Regions from separate parts of the Oryctolagus cuniculus genome. Here region 1 is linked to region 2. Evidence: chromatin contacts called from public Micro-C data. All regions are on one chromosome and are shown on one strand. The core of a region is the stretch at or near the end of the contact, and the rest is flanking DNA. Distances in the headings are between cores, read along the strand shown. Region 1 holds the start of PDZRN3 (PDZ domain containing ring finger 3). Region 2 has its middle 170 kb from the start of PDZRN3.

What was found. Hi-C and Micro-C count contacts between places; a contact is called where the count stands out from the background.
Region 1: a Micro-C map of ear pinna shows a contact between it and region 2, with 5 times the contacts expected there. The contact joins the promoter of PDZRN3 here to the enhancer-like site in region 2. A contact is called at or near these places in 3 of 6 Hi-C or Micro-C datasets (ear pinna, psoas muscle and skin fibroblasts).

The regions. Positions count from the first base shown.
Region 1 is chr10:75,639,573-75,642,893 of mOryCun1.1, reverse strand. It overlaps PDZRN3 (PDZ domain containing ring finger 3), which reads right to left and starts at 1,516. Exons shown (of 10, transcript XM_051851467.2): 1 at 794-1,516. The coding sequence starts at 1,516. It overlaps LOC138844074 (a long non-coding RNA gene), which reads left to right. Exons shown (of 3, transcript XR_011379474.1): 2 at 1-3,321.
Region 2 is chr10:75,471,871-75,474,821 of mOryCun1.1, reverse strand. No RefSeq gene overlaps it. Among named protein-coding and RNA genes, the nearest start is that of PDZRN3, 170 kb to the left of the region's middle. Within about 2 kb of position 1,566, at least 2 of the 8 cell types and tissues checked have an H3K27ac peak or open chromatin away from gene starts, as enhancers often do. A contact at or near this core is called in ear pinna, where this site is marked.

The DNA of each region.
Region 1 (3,321 bases), core at 267-2,766, 170 kb before region 2:
GCGCCCCCGAGGTGAGGCCAGCCACAAGGTCACCCAGCTGGGTTAGCAAAAAAAAAAAAAAAAAAAAAAAAAAAAAAGATGGAAAAGCAGCTCCAACTCCAGAGGACTCCCAAGATCACTTTATACTTGCTGGGGGAGGGGACAGATTCTTTCTGCAATCCCCAGATGGCAACCTCGGAGGGTGGCTGGCTGTGTGTCTGTGTGTGTGTGTGCGTGCGCGCGCGCATCACGTCTCCAGGGACGGCTGTTTCCAACTGGAGAGAGGTTAAGCGGCGCGCTCAAGGTCAGCCAGCTGGCTGGCAGCAGCGCCCACGTCTGGATGCAACTCTCCCTCCAGAGACCTCGCTCCATCTCTGGCATCCTTCTTCGCTTAACGACTCTACCCCGGCTGTGGAATCCCCGAGGATGCGCGGATCCGGTTCGCCCTGTCACTATTTCCTCCTCTGTGTCACGTCTACATGGGCTGTGTGGTTCCCTGCTTGGAAGAGCGTGGGCGGCTTCTCCAAGACCTCTCGGTAACCAGCTGCGCCTCTGCACACAGCACTGGTTCTGGGGCTGCCTCCTTCCCCCACACTTGGCTACGGGCGCCTCGGGCTGTCTGGTTGTGACTCTGCGTCCCCCCGAGCGTCCGGCCATTAGGGACCACCCTTCCCACACCCAGGCTCAGCGACCTCAGTGACACAGTTGGCAAGCGTCGGAAAGAGACGCGGAGCCAAGGATGCTCCTGGGAAGCTCCTGGCACCCCGGGACCCAAAGGCAGGGGGGCGGGCCGGGCCGGGCAGGGGGCGCCTACCTTGCCACCGGGCGGCGCGGCCACGCAGCGGCTGAGCGAGTCGAGGCGCGCGCTGTACTCGGTGAACTTCTTCTGGTAACGCAGCGCGGTCATCTGCAGCTCCAACTGCGCCGCGGCCAGCTGCGCCACCAGCGACTTCTCGCGCTTGCCCGCGCGCAGCGCCTCCTTCTTGAGCGCCTTGTGCAGCGCGCCCAGGCGGGCCTGCAACGCGCCGTTGTGCGCCCTCAGGGCCCGCGCGCAGCAGTGGCCGCCCGCGCGCTGCTCGCCCCGCGTCAGGGGCAGCCCGCAGCCTTCCTGGCAGCGGCCCACGGGCCGCGCGTCGCACGCGTCGCGCATGTGCGCCTCCACGTCGCGCCGCAGCAGCACCTGGCCGCAGCCTGCGTGGCGGCAGCGCGCGGGCGCGAAGTCGCAGTGCTGGAGGTGCTCGGGCAGCCGCTGCAGCTGCACCACCCGGCCGCAGCCGCGCGCCGCGTGCGCGCACTTGATGTCCAGCTTGAGAATGAGGCGCTTGAGGGGCAGGACGTGGTTGAGCTCCTTGGCTGACAGGCGGCCGCGGCAGCGCGCCGGGCAGTTACCTTCCTGTACCACCCAGGGCAGCACGCAGCCGGCGCAGAAGACGTGGCCGCACGGCGTGGTCAGCGGGTCCTCCAGGACCTTATGGCACAGGGCGCACTTCAGGTCCGGGTCCACGTCGCCGTCGAAGCGGTCCAGCTCGAAGCCCATGGTGGTGGCCGGGCCGGGGGTCGCCGCCGGGCGGGCGGACGGCTGCCCCCTCCCTCCCTGCCTCCCTGCGAGGCGGCCCAGACACGCCGGCTGCGCCGCCCGCCCGCTCGCCTGCTCGCTCTCCCCGGACTGAGCCTAATTGCTCCAGACTTCCTCGGAAAATGCCCGAGGAACAGGACTCCTCCGGCCGTATTTGCGCGAGTGCGAGCGCACGCACATCCCGCCTAGGCGGCCTCCCGCCCGCACCCGGCCCGGGAGAGGAGACCGGTGGCCAGGACACTTTGGGAGTTGGGGGAGTGGGGACCCTGGGGCTTGGCGAGGAGGCCTGACGCCCTCGGGACGCCTGCTTGTACCCTCCAGGGGCCTCGTCTTCCGCTCTCTCGGAATTTTCAGCACAGGAGTCCCTGCTCCAGCCGTGAAGCCCTCCCTGAGTTCGGCCCTGCTGTGGCCTCCTGTGCCCACACAGCCGTCGCTGGATCGACCCCTTCCCAAGCGGATCAAGGCTTTTGGCTCCCAACCTCCTCCCCTTAGCCTGTGGCTTTCTACAGAGGAAGCAGTACAGCCAGAGGCCCGCTATCCCAGCATTTACGGCCTTTATTTATTTATTTCATCCCAGGGAAAGTTACAGAGCCTGCCAGTTGTCCCTGCTGCAACTTCAGTTTCGGCCAGAGTCTCTGCAGCCCCTGGGACCGGGCTGGCGGAGGTTTCCAGGACCGGAGAGAACCTGCGGGGAGTGAATTTGCGGGGCCTTGGGCTGCCGGTCCGCTGTCGGGGTGGGAGAGGCTGACGTGCTGGCTCCAGCCACTTCATGCAACATGTCCCAGGCGTCTGTGCCGCGTTCAGAGTGGCAGGCCTTGTGCTGGGCGCCACTGAATCTGTCTCCTTAAAAATCTTCCGTGGTGAGAGAGCTCCATTTGCAAACGCCCGCCCCCCACCCCCACCCCCACCCCCACCCCCACCCCGCCCTACAGTGAGCGCTGCTGAAATCTAGAATTTGGAGAATCCCTGTAACCTCAGCTGCGTTCCTTCAGTCCTCGCTGTCGGTTCTTCCCTGTCCCCTTTGTCATCCTTCGTTTTCTCAGGCTGAGAGAAGGTCCCCCCCCCCCCCATCTTCCTGTAGGGTCCTGTAGATGAGTGTTTTCAAAATTCTAAACGTGGTTGCGCCAGAATTTGGATGCAGAATTTGGAGAGTCTGCACATGGAAGGAACTTCCAAGCAACGCTGCTGCTGTTGCTGGCCCGTGAATTTCCGCTTGACTGGAAATTCCTGGCCCACGGTGGGTCTGGACTTTCTTCTTCCACTCTGGGGTAGCTTTTCAAGCTGTATAGGGAGCCTGACTGGTTAGTCTTCAGCAACACTTGTGCGTGTTGAAAGAGTATTTTGGGGATTTGAACCTAGGTGGAAAGTTCATAGCATCACCCACGGCTGAAGGGAGCTTTTTTTTTGTTTAACCTCCAAGGCGGTAGGCATCCCAGAAACACACTGCAGACCGCGTTGGTGAGCACAAACTCAGGCTATGGAATTCTCATCTGGAATCTGCTGCTGGTTTCTGAACGAAGGTGGAAGACGCAAGCTCAGTGTTCAGCAAAACTCTGGACCCCGGAAAGTGGGATTATAGCGTGCACTCTGTCTAATTGCTTTTACTTCTCTCCCGCGTAAGCCCCATGACCTGCGCTGTTAAGCTGCTTCATTGGACTGGAAGAATTGCCTTGATGTCCAAAAGAAGCGCTTGTTTTGAGGTGACCTTTACAAAGTTGTCACTCGCCAGATTTTTCAGTGCATGGTTAAGGTCACTGGCCAGTGTT
Region 2 (2,951 bases), core at 317-2,816:
AGGATTCTTACCAAATTAAAAAAAAAAAAGGGAGGCTTAGGGCAGGGTGTTTCCCACAGCAGTGAACACAGGAGGTAGAGGGCCCACCTGCATACTTAAAGGCCTGGATTCCAGCCTTAGTTTTGCTCCTGATTCTGCCTTCTTGCCAATGCGTGCCATGGGAGGCAGCAGTGAGGGCCCAAGTACTTGGGTCCCTGACGCCCACATGGGAAACCCAAATTGAGTTCCAGATTCTGGCTTTGGTTTGGTTGTTTCAGGCATTTGGGAAATGAATCAGCTGTGTGTGTCTCTCTGTCTCTCTGCCATTTGAATAAAATGAAAACAAACCATAGTCACTGGAGCCTGGGGACACTGTTTTTTTCTTAAGGAAACTGAAAGTAAATCCCTTAATGAGAGCAGCCAGGCCTCCCACTGGCTCTGCTAATCAGTTCCTGTGACACCTTATCAACCAAAGCCCCACCTGCCATTCTCCCAACACTCCCGGTGGTGGGCACAACTCCCATCATTTCAAAATTGAGACATGATGAGAGTCCTATTTTTCAAGTTGAAAGAAGTCAAGTTGGCAAGCTAGGGCATGACAGCAAACTGTCCACACTGCCCACTCCTCCTCCCCGCTCCTTTCGCAAAGTGCCTGATTGCCCCATCACCACTGGAGCAAGTCTGGGTACCAGCTCCCTCCCAGAAAGTTCTCCTTGGGTTGATAAAGAGAGGGAGGTTGAGTCTCCCACGGCTGAGCCCGCAGCCTGGCCAGCTTTTCCTTTGTCAAGTGGCATCACACGGAAAGTATGAGGTGTTGTCACAGGAATAATTGGCCACCCTGGAGAAGGAAGGGGGATGTTTGCTCGCTCGTCTTGGACAGGACAGGATCATCTGCGTCCTCCGGGGGACACTTCACCAGGAAGTGTCTTTGGTTCATTTTCTATTTCAGAAAGATGACTGCTAAAATTATCTGGGCTAGGAATGTGACAGAATTCTGGCCCCTGAGCACTTGGTATGGAAATAAACAGCAGAGCCGATTATCTCTATTCAAGTTTAAATAAAACCGTATGAAGAGCTCAGCTGGCTCCCCCTCCCACCGCCACCTCTTATGAAAGACCCACGATTCTTGGAACATCTATTACAACAGAGCTTTCTCCCCCTCCTTCCTTCTCCCCCCACTGAGAAAGGCCCTGGTCATTGCAGCTGTGTGGGAGTCAGCCAGCGCCTCCAGCTCTTCCCCGAGTGCCCGGAGGCCAAGAAACCCCACACCCATTTCCACCAGCCCTCGTGCGTGCGCGCGTGCGCGCACACACACGCCTTCTAACATTTCAGAAGTGTGTCCATTTTCAGAAATGTAACGGGGACCATTAGGATTCATTTGCGCTTTGCTCATCAAAGTTGTATTTTGCAAGAGTCCGTTGATGTCAGTCCCCTTCCGCTCTCTCTGAATCTTTTATCTCAGCACCAGGAAGTCACACGCTGCCAGCCCACTGCGAACTGTAACCACAGAAAGTTGGAGATGAGTTCAAAGCTCAGGATCCTTGAGCCTCAGCCTCGGAGAGGTTTTCACCTTGGCAGTGGGGCGTTCCCCGCTCATCGCGGGTGGCCGGGGTCTGGGTGACGTGGCTGGTGGGTGGCTCTTGCAGTCTGAGGTATGAGTGAGGAACGCAGCCCTGCCCCCAGAGGTGCTGTGCAGGGGGACTTGGTTTCATTTTCCACACAGATGCCCGAGTGGAATGAATCGCTCTGCTGCCTCTCTCTGGCTTCAGACAGACAAGGGTTGCCATGAGCTCCGTCTCACAGGGAAAAAAAGAGCTAACCCAGGCTGAGGGATGGGGAAGCTTTTTTCTGCCAAGGGCCCTTTAGATATTCATAACAACATTCCCACACCATTCAAAATTACCTACTTAAAAAGGAGCCTGTGATAGCTTTATTGAATTGTGAGCTTTGGCCAGGCCAAAGGATTTCGGGAGCCTTGTTCTGTTCCCCACCCCTACAAGCTCAAAATCTCCTTCTTGGTTCTTTCTCCTTAATTTCATCTCTTTCCATCAAGCCTCTTTTGCTCCTCAGTCTTTATTCTTCCCCGATATAGAACAGTCTGGATTCTCTGCACTCATCTGGTAGATTTTGTTTTCTTAATTTTTTTTTTTTTTTTTTTTTTGTACATGATCCCGCTCCTCATGGCCTCACCTCCTCAAGCCATCTTGAGAACATGTGGATATTCCTCCAGTTACTATTTGGGTACCAGCTTTTGTTACTATCACCTATTAAAAGGACATCAGTCTCCCAGGGAACTTCAGAAAGCTTGCGGGGGATCCGGCGTTGTGGTGCAGGGGGTCGAGCCGTCACTTATAATGCTAGCATCCTACTTCAGAGAGTCAGTTCAAGCTCTGGCTATTCTGCTTCTGATCCAGCTCCCTGCTAATGCATGTGGGGAAGCAGTGGGTGATGGCTCAAGTGCTTGGGCCCCAGCCACCCATGTGGGAAACCCAGATGCAGTTGCTGGCTCCTGGCTCTTGCCTGGTGTAGCCTTGGCTGGTGTAGCCATATGGAGGAATGAACCAGAGAATAGGATAAATCTGTCTCTGTCACTCTGTCTTACAAATAAATAATTTATTTGAAAAGGCAGAGTTACAGAGAGGCAGAGGCAGAGAGAGAGGGGGAGAGAGAGAGAGAGGTCTTCCATCCACTTGTTCACTTTCCCCAGATGGCCACAATGGCTGGAGCTGTGCCAATCTGAAGCCAGGAGTCAGGAGCTTCTTCTGGGTCTCCCATGTGAGTGCAGGGGCCCGAAGACTTGGGTCATCTACTGCTTTGCCAGGCAATAGCAGAGAGCTGGATCAGAAGAGGAGCAGCCAGGACTAGAACCGGTGCCCATACGGGATGCCAGCATGGCAGGTGGCGGCTTTACCTGCTACACCATCATGCTGGCTCCATAAATAAATAAATAAATCTTAAAGAAAAGCTTATAG